Linked DNA regions of Sus scrofa: all the other regions are linked to region 3. Evidence: chromatin contacts called from public Hi-C and HiChIP or PLAC-seq data. All regions are on one chromosome and are shown on one strand. The core of a region is the stretch at or near the end of the contact, and the rest is flanking DNA. Distances in the headings are between cores, read along the strand shown.

What was found. Hi-C and Micro-C count contacts between places; a contact is called where the count stands out from the background. HiChIP or PLAC-seq counts read pairs in DNA pulled down with a chosen protein or histone mark.
Region 1: a contact with region 3 is called in a Hi-C map of skeletal muscle, with 3 times the contacts expected there. The contact joins the promoter of TMEM161A here to the promoter of TSSK6 in region 3. A contact is called at or near these places in 7 of 47 Hi-C or Micro-C datasets (alveolar macrophages, brain, fetal liver and 4 more).
Region 2: a contact with region 3 is called in an H3K27ac HiChIP or PLAC-seq map of alveolar macrophages. The contact joins the promoter of RFXANK here to the promoter of TSSK6 in region 3. A contact is called at or near these places in 2 of 5 promoter capture datasets (fetal skeletal muscle and liver) and 1 of 2 datasets of contacts at active chromatin or transcription factors (alveolar macrophages).

Annotation. Positions count from the first base shown.
Region 1 is chr2:58,726,786-58,730,897 of Sscrofa11.1, reverse strand. TMEM161A (transmembrane protein 161A) reads right to left here and starts at 2,160. Exons shown (of 12, transcript XM_021083443.1): 1 at 2,049-2,160. The coding sequence starts at 2,051.
Region 2 is chr2:58,682,423-58,686,394 of Sscrofa11.1, reverse strand. RFXANK (regulatory factor X associated ankyrin containing protein) reads left to right here and starts at 2,616. Exons shown (of 9, transcript NM_001243347.1): 1 at 2,616-2,826; 2 at 3,342-3,536. The coding sequence starts at 3,350. BORCS8 (BLOC-1-related complex subunit 8) reads right to left here and starts at 1,887. Exons shown (of 7, transcript XR_300545.3): 1 at 1,790-1,887.
Region 3 is chr2:58,408,534-58,412,535 of Sscrofa11.1, reverse strand. TSSK6 (testis specific serine kinase 6) reads right to left here and starts at 1,414. Exons shown (of 1, transcript NM_001287411.1): 1 at 593-1,414. The coding sequence starts at 1,414. The coding sequence ends at 593. It overlaps NDUFA13 (NADH:ubiquinone oxidoreductase subunit A13), which reads left to right and starts at 2,122. Exons shown (of 5, transcript NM_001244646.1): 1 at 2,122-2,319. The coding sequence starts at 2,226.

The DNA.
Region 1 (4,112 bases), core at 911-3,410, 320 kb before region 3:
TGATTCAACCCCTAGCCTGGGAACTTCCAAATGTGCAGATGCCGCCCTAAAAAAAAACGAAAAAAAAAAGAAAAGCTCTAGGGCTCTCAGGCCTAGCGCTGTAATTCAGAATGACTGCTGAGAAATCAATCTATCGTTAAAATAACTGACTAGAAGGATATTTTCGCTCTGCCTATGACTTGTAAACTGAGAACGGGATCATTTTTCCAGTAAGGAGGCTGGGCTGTCATCTTTCTGACCTCTACTCAGCCTCCCTCCCATCCAAGTGCAGACTGGCTAGCAGCCATTAATGACCAATAGCACTAATGGAGGTTGGGCCCCTCCAAGCCCAGTGGGAGGACCTTCTAAGTGGCCCCGCCCTTCCTCTTAGGACCCCTCCTCTACTCTCCCCTCCCCCGCCCCCGGAAACCCACCAGCTGCTCTCCAGGTGCCTCTCTCTTGTGACCTGTGCCTTGGCAGGGTTTTCACCACCGACCCAGCCCAGCACGACTCCAGCCCAACAGCACCTCCAGTTCAGACCTCTCTGCTGAGCTGGAAGACCATGCCTCCTCCAGCCCCTTCCCCGGAGGCCCCAGCACCCACCCATCACTCCCGTGGGCATGACTGTGGGCTCCTCCAGGCAGCCCAGGTCCTTCCCAGTCTCATAGTAAATGTCCAACTCCGCTCCTCAGCCCTCAAGGCCCCGCGGACCCAGCTCAGGACCACCCTGCCTCATTGCCCTGCGCTCTCCCCCAACCCCCAGCAGCCCCCCTCAGAGGCCCTCCAGGGCCCCCAGTTCTCCATCACTGACCCCATTACTCTCCGACACCTTCCCAAGGAGGAGACCTATGGTTCAAACTGCGGTCCCAATACCTAGGAGAGGAAGGACGGTAGGAAGGAGAGGGAGAAAAAGGAGGGAGAAGTAGAGGCTTCAGAAGGATGGATGTTAGGATGAAGGAGTATGAGAAGGGAAGGGGGAAGGCAGGCATTCATTCCTCCACCTAGGCTCCAGAGGTCTATCCAGGGCCACCCCCATTAGCCTCCAGTCTTGGGTCCACGCTCTGCAGATCTCCAAAAATCTCTGGAACCTCCCATCAGCCCATGTCCCTTCCCTGTTTAAAGCCCCTTCAATGGACCTATGATCCCAGAATCTTGCCAAGTAACATCAATGTGACTTTCCTCCATTCCGTTTCTGAGAGCCCTTCCTCTCACCGTTCACAGCGTCCAGAACCCAGGCCTGGAACATCATCCATTTTCATCAACCAGTTCCATCAATGCTCTTACTTCAGACCCACCTAAAACGTCCCTTCTCTGGGACGCCCACCCCCAACCCAACCAAGATGAAGCTGCCTTCCCACCCCTCCAGCCTATCTTTCCCTCTGTCCAGTCCAAACTCGGGGTTGGGGCGGGGAGGTTGGGGGGGGGGGCGGTTCCTCCCTCTTCTGGCACCAGCCCAGCCCACAGGGGCCAGGCTAAGCTTGAAGAATAAACGCAATGGGTTGGACCCAGAACTGCGTGAGACCTGAGGGTTTCAAATGTGATGTCTCCAATTCTGGGATCCTCACCTACTCTGAAGCCAGAGCCCCTTGTCATGGCCCCCTCCTCTAAGGATTCTCCCTGGTCCTTCTGCACACCTCATACGAGTAGGTACCCCCGATGGACCCTGTCAGCGCGGCCCCCACAGCTCCCACAGGACAACATCCCCAGAGTGGGCCCAGCAGGACCCAAGATCTCCCTCGAGGGGCTCTGAATGTGTTCAGATCCCCAGTACCTTCCATGGACGAACCCTCAGCAGAACCAGTCTCCTAGAGGGCCCCCCCAGGGACTCGTCAGAAGCCCAGAATTGCTCAGAGCCTTCAAGTCTCCTTGCACAATCCCCGAACCCTTCATAGGTCCCGTAGCGAGATCCTGACTCCAAAGAGGGACACATGGCCCTCAGCGCGACCCAGAGTTCCTCAAAGCACTCAACCCCCACAAAAGGTTCCCCGTCTCCTCAATGTCTCCCGGGATCCCCTTGGCGGAATCCCAGGCCCTCAGGGCGCCCCCCATGCTAGGAGATGCCGGCTCACCATGTTGCCGGCGGGAGCGCGGTGCTGGGACCCACGGGCCTGAAGCTCCGAGCTCCTTGCGGAACTCGGCCATTCAGAACACTACTTTGGTATGACAAGCAGCCCATCCAACCAATCATCACGCTTGGAGCCGGGGCAAATCACTAGGGACAAGGAGTCGCTCGCGTTGCATGTCGGAAGTTGTAGTTCGAAGGCGCTCGGTGAGCTTAGGCAGAGGTTGAGTCCAGACTGTCTCTGCGACCCCTGTGTGGCCGCTGTCTCTAAAACTCAATTTCCTCACCTGCACGTATTTAGCAAGTCTGAGGCGAATACACTCATTTACCCACGTACTGCAGAACTCCCTTGATTAAGAACATCTGGTGGCAAAAAAAAAAAAAAAAAAAAGAGTTCCAGTTGTGGCTCTGTGGCTTAAGAACCCAGCATAGTGTCCCTGAGGATGGAGCTTTGATCCCTTGCCTCACTCAGTGGGTTTAGGATCCTTGCCCGTTGCCGCAAGCTACTGACAAGTCGCAGACGTGGCTAGGACTCCACCCTTGCTGTGGCACAGGCCCCCAACTGCAGCAGCTCTGAATAGACCCCCAACCTGGAAACTTCCATATGCCTCAGGCTCAGCTGTTAAAAAAGAAAAAAGAATTCGGTGGCTCCCACTGAATAGACTCCCAGTTGTTCAAACTGAATTCAGACCCCTCTGCCTGCCTGCAATCTACTGCCAACGCTATTACATGCAGATAATACAGCTAGCCACCATCTATGCTTTCTCACATCTCCAGTCCTCTGTAAATGCCATCTTCCATCTTGGAGTGGCTCCTTTCTCATTGTTTTTCACCTGGCAAAAGCCTTTTTCATTTCCATCAGCCAGAACTCTGGTTTCAAGGGGGAAGAAAAAATCCAACTTAAAAAGTCTCCAGCAAAAGGGAAAATTTTGGCTCATGTAACAGAAAACTGGAGTTTCCAGGTGGCTCAGAGGGTTAAAGATCTGGCATTGTCACTGCTGTGGCTCTGGTTACTGCTGTGGCTCAGGTTTGATCCCTGGCTCAGGAAACTATATGACTTGGGTGCAGCCAATTAACAAAAATTTATTTATTTATTTATTTATTTTTTGTCTTTTCTGGGGCTGCTCTCGTGGCATATGGAGGTTCCCAGGCTAGGGGTCTAATCGGAGCTGTAGACGCCTGCCTACACCAGAACCACAGCAATGCCAGATCTGAGCTGCGTCTACAAGCTATACCACAGCTCATGGCTACGCCGGATCCTTAACCCACTGATCAAGGCCAGGGATCAAACCCACAACCTCATGGTTCCTAGTCGGATTCATTAACCACTAAGCCATGATGGGAACTCCAAATCTGGACATATTGTATGCGTTTGACTAAATGTCTGAGAGTCTTTGTGTTCCCATTGTGGCACAGTGGTTAACGAATCCGACTAGGAACCATGAGGTTGCAGGTTCAATCCCTGGCCTTGCTCAGTGGGTTAAGGATCCGGCGTTGCCATGAGCTGTGGTGCAGGTCGCAGGTGCAGCTCAGATCCTGCGTTGCTGTGACTGTGGTGTAGGCCAGTGGCTACAGCTCCAATTAGACCCCTAGCCTGGGAACCTCTATCTACCGTGGGAAGTGGCACTGGAAAAAGGCAAAAAGACAAAAAAAAAAAAAATGTCTGAGAGTCTTTATGGGGCCTGTGAGTAGATCCTGTATTGTTGATTGCCTTGTCTCTGTGGGTGTTTTTGTCTTGTTTATTAGCACATGTGCGTGTCTGTTTGCAGGAGATTTGCTCTTTGTGACTTTGGTCCTCTGGACTCAGTGTGTTGGCCTGAGAGAGCATGGGTGACAGTGGTAGTGAGGGTCACTGGGATTTCCCAGGACCTACATGGGGATGGTGAGATGCCCCTCAGGACTACAACATCCAGATGGGCCCCAGGGAAACTGAAGTTTGGAGGAGGGTTTCAGAAAAAGAGGACCAAGAAAAAAAAGAGTAGGGTCATTATCTGCAGGCCCACTATGTGCCAGGCTGAGGGCAGAGCTCACTCAAGTGCTCCCTCCAGCAGATTAGAGTGGTGGGATGATT
Region 2 (3,972 bases), core at 1,367-3,866, 270 kb before region 3:
AGATGCATCTCGGATCTGGTGTTGCTGTGGCTCTGGCATAGGCCAGCAGCTACCGCTCCTATTAGACCCCTAGCCTGGGAACCTCCATATGCTGCAGATGGGGCCCTCAAAAGACAAAAAGACAAAAAAAAGGAAAAGAAACACTTTGATGACTCCCACAAGCCAGAAAAATAAATCTGCCTTCTTTAACATGGCCCAGAAGACCCTGTATGTACTGCTTCCTGTTGCCCTGCCCTGCCCTCTGGCCCTTAGCCCTAGGCACAGGGGCCTCTTGTCTGGTCCTCGGCACTCTCAGCACTGTCCAAAAGAACTTTCCGAGATGATGGAAAGATTATACAGTCTATACTGCCCAAGGTGGTAGCCACTAGTCACATAAATCCACTGAGCACTTGAAATGTGACTGATGTGACTCAGAAACCAAACGTTTAATTTTAGGAGCTCCCGCTGTGGTACAATGGGATAAGCAGCATATTGGGAGCCCTGGGACATGGGTTCGATCCCCGGCACGGCACAGTGGGTTAAGGATCTCGTGTTGCCGCAGCTGCAGCTTAGTTTGTGGTTTGGCTCAGATCTGACCCCTGGCCTGGGAGCTCCATATGCTTCAGGGTGGCAAACAAACAAACAAAAAAAAAACCTTTAAATTTTACCTAATTTTAATTAATTTAAATACACATAAATACCTAGTCACTCCTGTATTGCAGCACAGATCTGAACACTGCCACCTCAGCATTTTGTACCTGTTGTTCCTGCCACTGCCACTGCCACTGCCCCCACTCCCACACATACCCCTCATTTCTCTTCAACCCTCATGTCTCAGCTCAAATGTCACTTTCTGGCCAAAGCCTTCCCTGGTCACCAAGATTAATCAGATATCCCTTCAATCTCCTTCTCAACCTTTGTTTATTTCCCTTGTACTTAAAATTCTCGTTCTTTATTAGGTTACGTCCATACCTAAAACTTGATTTGTGAGGGCAGGAGTTTCTCTGAGCCTCGGTTTCCTCACCTGTAAAAATGGAATGATAACAGTTCCTACCTCAAGGTTTGCTACACAGATGGATATCATGCTATTGCTCAGGCAGTGAAGCTGCTGAAGGAGAGAAACCATGTGTGTCTGGGAGTCGAGGGAGGTTGTGCATGGGTCTGTCCAGTTTGTGAGGGTCCAGTTTGCTGCTGTGTCCTGACTGGGGCAGAGCCCAGACTGCCACCTCCAAACTGTGTGTCCTCTTAGGCCTCATTTTGAAAATTAGCACAGTAGAAAAAGCTTACACCTCACAGTGCTGTTATGAAGGATGTGGAATGAAATGTATTTGTGACTTATAAACAATTAATTTAATAAGTAATAATGTACATGATGAAGTAACATAGATACTAATACGTTAAAAATAGCTTGTAGCATTTTGTAATTTCTAACTATGTGACTTACAAATAGTTTATAAGTCAATGTAAACATAAACGAATGTGTAAGTACAAAGGAAACAATATACGCAGCAAATGCCACGCCCCAAACGTTCTTGCAATGCTTTACAAATAATCAGGTTACTTAATTCTCGCAACAATTTTATGGGAGGAAGGAGGAGGACTATTATACTCCCCATTCCACAGATGAGAAAATCGAGACACAGACTTCCCAAAGGTTTTCAAAACTACTCAGCGGCCGAGCCGGGATTCCGTGGCAGTTTAATCACTGACCCCAAACTCTCCTTCCATGCCTTGGCCCCCTCCTGTCCCCAGTCAGGTCGCCCTTTCGCGAGTTCCTAACCCTTCCACCCCGCCTGGGCCCCCGCACCACCTTTCTTCCCCTTGAGCTGCATCTCTGGTTCCTCCATAGCGGCCTCGGCCCTATTCGGAGGGCCGGAACCGGAAGTTTGGAGGTGGGGATAACTGCCTAAACCTTCCCTACGAAACAGGGCGCCTCACATCAGTTCCAGTACTAATTGGCCTACTCTGTTCAACCTTTCCTCTGCCCTGACAGGAAAGGGGCCCTGAGTGAGGGACTCGGGGAAAAAGGGAGGTGGGTGTTCAGAGGGCGGAGATTCCCTGAACTTCCAGGAGGGACACCCCGTCGGAGGGAGGGGCGAGTGCTCCCTCGCTCACGGAACTCTTTTCCCGAGGCAGACAATTTGGGGGAACACCCTACACGTTGCCCAGTTCGGGTCATATAAACTCCCTTCTTATATCCCCCCTGCTGCCACCAAATTCCTGCACATGCTCCTGAGCCCTCAGGACCGCAGAGGGGACACTGTTATGGCGTGGGGGGAAGGGAGGCAGTGGCGTCGTCCCTTTAAATCCTGGACGCCCTGCCTACTTCCATCCGGCTCTCCTACAGTAGAAAGCTAGTTTGTGCGAAGGCGGAGCCTATAGGTTGCAGCTAGAAAAACCTGCGGGCGGAGTTGGCGGTGAGGGAAGACAAGGGCAGGGAACTCTGGGGTGCTCTTCGAGGCCCCGCCCATCCCTCACGACCCTTCTGGGCTCCCTCCGGAGCCTCGGGGACGAGCATGCGCAGGCGCAATTGCACGGCTCTTGCCCCAGTGGAAGCAACGCCTCTCCCCCAATCCTTAAAGGGCCAGAAGCAGCTATATCGCTCCAGCTCTTCCGCACTTTTGGGGGGCGGGGTGCGCAGGCGCAGTGGGGGGAACGCTAGGGTGGGGGTAGCGGTCGCGTATCAAGTTGCTCTCTGTCCCGGCAGAAGAAGCCAAGGCGCAGAGGGTCCAGGCTCCATCTTGCTCCCTCCTACATCGGTTGGAAGAGAAAAGTTTGTGAATTGGACCCCCAAGTTTGGGGGAACTCGAGCTTGCGACGTAGGGTAACAGAGGAGGCTCGTGGGAGGTGAGTGGACCCCCTAGATCGGTTTAGGAGGGGCAGGTGGGATGCAAACAATCACATCTTTGTTGAACCCTCACTCATTCCGGGAATTTACCCCACCCCCACTCCCAAAAAAAACATAGCGAACGTTTATTAGGCTCTGCCTGTGTATCAGGTATCCTGCTCCGATATTTACAGACATGATTTTTTTTTTTTAGATCTTATTTCCCTATTTTATTAATGAAGAAACTGAGGCTGAGAAAAGTTAAGTCATGTGCCCAAGTTTTCACAGCCTAAAAGTGGAGGGACTCAAACCCAGGTAGCTGACCCCAGAGTCAGGGCTTTTAAGTCACGCAGGTTCCATGTGATCTGGTGGTGGGGAGTAGTGGGCCTGAGAAGCAGTTGGACTCTGGTTTTAATTTCCTGGCTGAGTCCAAGTTGACTTAACCTCACTGTGCAAGCCTGTGTATGCAGTCAGTGCCTACTTAATGAGTTGTTGATAATTATTGCCATCTTTACCTGTTGGACCCTTCCACCAGCTTCCCCCATGGAGCCCACCCACCCTGCAGAGGATCTCAGCCTGACCCAGCAGGCTTCCACCCCAGAATTTGGGGACCCAGAAGACCCCAGGGATGAGGCCCCTGACAGTTCAGACACTGTGGTCCTCAGTCTTTTCCCCTGCACCCCAGAGCCTGGGATTGCTGAACCAGATGCTGGCACCTCCTCACCTCAGGGTAGGATACCTCCCCTGTGCTCCTGCTTGTGGGATGCAAGAACGGTGGAATGTTGGGCTCAAGATGGGACCTCTGTCTTTCTGACCCATCACCTAGGACATGTCTTGTCTCTCTACCCAGTGAGGGATTGTTAATTTATTTTTTGTTTTTGTTTTGCGGGGGAGGATTGGTCTTTTTTAGGGCCACACCCATGGCATATGGAAGTTCCCAGGTTAGGGGTTGAATCAGAGCTGCAGCTGCCGGCCTATGCCACAGCCACAGCAGTGCCAGATTTGAGTGGCGTCTGTGACCTACACCACAGCTCACGGCAATGCTGGATCCTTAACCCACTGAGTGAGGCCAGGGATCGAACCCACATCCTCATGGACACTACTCAGGATTATTACTGTTTAGCCACAACAGGGACTTCTTTTTTTTTTAATTGTGGTAAAATCCA
Region 3 (4,002 bases), core at 165-2,664:
GCGGGGGTTCAAATCCTCCCAACTCCTTTTTTCTTAGAGCAAGAACCTCCACAAGCCTTTTCCTAAAATAGAAAGCCTGTCCCCGGGGAGGGATCCCCTCCCGCTAAGCTCCATAAAAGCGGGCCATTGCTAGAGCCAGGTGCTAGAAAGAGCGAGTTTATTGCAAATTCCAAGGGAGGCAGCACCTGCAGCGCGCCCTCCCTCACTGGCATGCGCGTCTGGCTGGGGACCGAGGCTCTCCGCGGACGACCGCTCGCCAGCAGTTGCTCTAAGCAGGCACCGTCCCTCGCGTAGCCGTCGCTCATTCCGCATGGCGCAAAATTTCTCTCTCCTCTTGTCCGGGTCCCTCTCTGGGCTTCTCTTGGGGTATAGAGGAAGGGCATGAGCCCTCCCGCTCTTGGGATTGTGGAGGAGGAGCTAGATTCCGAACAAGGGCCACCGAGGCCCCCGGCATCGAAAGAATTGGGATGAGGGGAAGGGCGCGTGCGCAGCGGTGCGCGGCGGCTTCGCAGAACTCCGGAAGCGCGCTTCTTGCGCGTACGCTGCGCTTGCGCAGTGCTCGGGGCAGCGGGAATAGTGGGAACCCCGGCTTCTAGCCGGAGTCCCCAGCACGCAGCCAGCCGTTGCGCGCTACTTGGCCGGCGGAGGGCCTAGCCGACGGGCTGAACTGCAGCAACTCGGCGATCAGGGCCTTGCAGCGTTCGGACAGCTCGAGGCCGTCAGGGTAGAGAACGCCGCGCTTCTGGCGCCTGGGCAGGCCAGCGATATCGGAGTCGTCAAAGGGCATACACCCGGTGACCATGACGTAGAGCACGACGCCCAAGCTCCACACGTCGTACTTCTTGGGGTCGTAGGGGATGCCCAGGAGTACCTCGGGCGATGCGTAGGCGGCTGAGCCGCAATATGTGGTGCTTAGATCCGGGTAGCCGTGCGCCTGTCGGCCGAAGCCGAAGTCGGTAAGCTTGACGCGGCGCTCATCAGGGCTCAGCAGCACGTTTTCGCACTTGAGGTCGCGGTGCACCAGGTGGTGGTCGTGCAGGTAGCGCACAGCACCGGCGATCTGCGCGAAGAGGTCGCGCGCCTGCCCCCCTGGGATGCGCCCGTTGCGCTGCACGGCCTGCAGTAGGTCGGTGGCGGCCGCCTCCATCACGATGTACAGCTTCCCGTTGCACACCTCGATGAACTCGAAGACGTGCACGATGTGCGGGTGCCGCACGCCCCGAAGGATGGACAGCTCTCGTGGCAGGAACTTGTTGACGAAGTCGGGCGGCGCGCGCCGCCGGTCCACCACCTTGATGGCCACTGTGCCCTTGTACTTCTTGGATGTAGCCACCTTTACCTTGGAATAACTGCCCTCGCCTATTGTGCGGCCCAGCTTATAGCCGAGTTCGCTCAGAAGTTTGTCGCCCGACATGGTGGCGCCTGGGGCGCGTGGGGAGCAGGAGACGGCTGCTGTCGGGGGGCGGCCGGACTCCGATCTCGGGCCTAACCCATGGCGCTTGGCACCTGCACACCCGCACCCCCATGTGCCCACTCCCGGGCCCCCGCCGCCGCGGTGCCTTTTATTGCCCAGGTAACAATTTCTGCCTTGTGAAGTGACTGCGGGCGTCACCCCGCCTCGGGGTGGGGGCCCCCAGACCCTGTCCTGTGGTGCTCCCTAAGACCGTAGGGCTTTGTGACTCATAATCGCTCCGAATGGTTCAGTTCCTGATGAGAGGACACTATCAAGGGGTCCCTACCACTAGAAGTGGAATCCGTGCCCAGGATTGGGGCAGCTCATGGCGTCCGAAGCTGAGGAGCAGCCGACCCCCAACTTCATGTGCCCAGCCCAGACCCTGAGGAGGCCCCCCAAGGGGAGAAAATGGGAAAGAGACCTGGCTCCATCCGGCGCTTGGGGATTGTCTGGTCTGCACGTCGTCTCATAGGGAAGGTGAATGGGAAGTGCTTTGGTGCAAAGACCCTGGCGCCCTAGCCTGTTGAGGGCGTTGACATTGATTGAGCCACGCCCTATTTGGGAGCCGATACTCTTTGGCTGCAGCTAGGCGGCACAGTCATTGTCCCGCCCAGCTGCCGGAGCTTTACCACGCGCTGGGGTAGGTGCAGCAGAGCGCCAGGTTTCCCGGCTAGGTCCTAGACCTGCGCGGCAGCTTCCGCCACGCTCCTTATGGTGGAGGCATACGTTGTGTAACTTCCTTTCCCGACCGGAAGTGCAAGGTACTGCAAGTATGGCGGCATCGAAGGTGAAGCAGGACATGCCCCCACCAGGGGGCTATGGCCCTATCGACTACAAGCGGAACCTCCCACGTCGAGGACTGTCGGGTCAGTGTCGTCCTGTGCCGGGGTGTCAGGGTCTAGGCCCTCTGGGCGCCGCGGCGGGGTTGGGACGCGGGGAGTCTAGCGCGCCTGCTTTTTCCCCGGGATCCCAGATACCTTCACTAGTGACATTAAGAACAACTGCTGCAGTTTGTTCGAGCGTTTACCAAGCCCTTTACATCTTTCTCGTTAACAGCCCAGGAGGCCAGTCCTGTTAATTATTCCCACTTCGTAATTAAACAGATTAATTTTTTAACCCGTGCGGAGAGCCTTCCGCCACGCTCTCGGTTCACTGGTGGGGAAACAGACCCGAGAGAGGATGTGACCTCCCACCAGGGCCATCCAGAGCAAAGCTGGGGCTGAAACCCGGAATACTGAGGGAATTTTAAAGATGTTCTGTGCGGTGGTTCCTCGCTGGGGGCCCCACCTGCAGGATATCCCAGGAATATGCATCCTTAAAATTTTTTGTTGGGTAAAATGTAAGAGAGAAAGTAAAAGGCACCCATACTCTGCACTCAGGATTAACGGAGAAATACAGAAAATGTAAAGAAGAGTTAAGAATACTTTGTTGTAACTCATTGAACTTTACATTTAAAAGTGCGTCCTGTGCACATTTTGCCTCAATTAAAAGGCAAAAAAATTCATAGGCAAAAAAAGTTCTAATTCAGATAGTGAAAAATTCATGTACTCAAGTCCTTCTCTGCCCTTTCTTGGCTTTTTTGTAATGTGGAACCAAGGTTGACAAACTTTTTATGTAAAGAGCCAGATAAATATTTCATGCTTTGCTGGCCAGGTGGTCTTTGCTGCTACTGCTTTACTGCTTTACAGCTTTACAAACCCAAGTGTTCCTAGCCAGAGGGCTATAGAAAAATAGGTTACAGGCTAGGTTTGGCACCACATGGGCACTCAATTCGCACCACATGGGAACTCAACAAGCCAGTACACCCCTTGAGTGTGTGGCATGAGGTTTGTCTATACATGTATACTTTTTTTTTTTTTTTTTTTTGTCTTTTGTCTTTTAGGGCCACACCTGTGGCATATGGAGATTCCCAGGCTAGGGGTCTAATCGGAGCTGTAGCCACTGGCCTGCACCAGAGCCACAGCAATGTGAGATCCAAGCCGTGTCTGCGACCCTCACCACAGCTCATGGCAATGCCAGATCCTTAACCCGCTGAGCAAGGGCAGGGATCGAACCCGCAGCCTCATGGTTCCTAGTTGGATTCGTTAACCACTGAGCCACGACGGGAACTCCATGTATACTTTTATGACATGCATCCAGACCAGGCTATGTAGGGATCCCAGCCCTTGGGTCTTCCTGGGATCTCCACAGTCAGCTTCTCTCTTTTTTCCTTTTTTTCTTTTTTTTCAGAACCACACCCATGGCATATAAAAGTTCCCCGCCTAGAGGTCAAATCAGAGCTTGCAGCTGCCAGCCTACCACAGCCACAGCATTGCTGGATCCCAGCTGGCATCTGCAACCTCCAGTACAGCTTGTGGCAATGCTGGATCCTTAACCCACTGAACAAAGCCAGGGATTGAACCCATGTCCTCATGGATACTATGTTGGATTCTTAATCCACTGAGCCACAACGGGAACTCCAGTCAGCTTCTCTTTTATTTTTAAATCACAAATGTGGCCTTTATCCTGTTGCTCTTCCAGTTCATGACCTAGAAGTGCCTCCCTCCCAT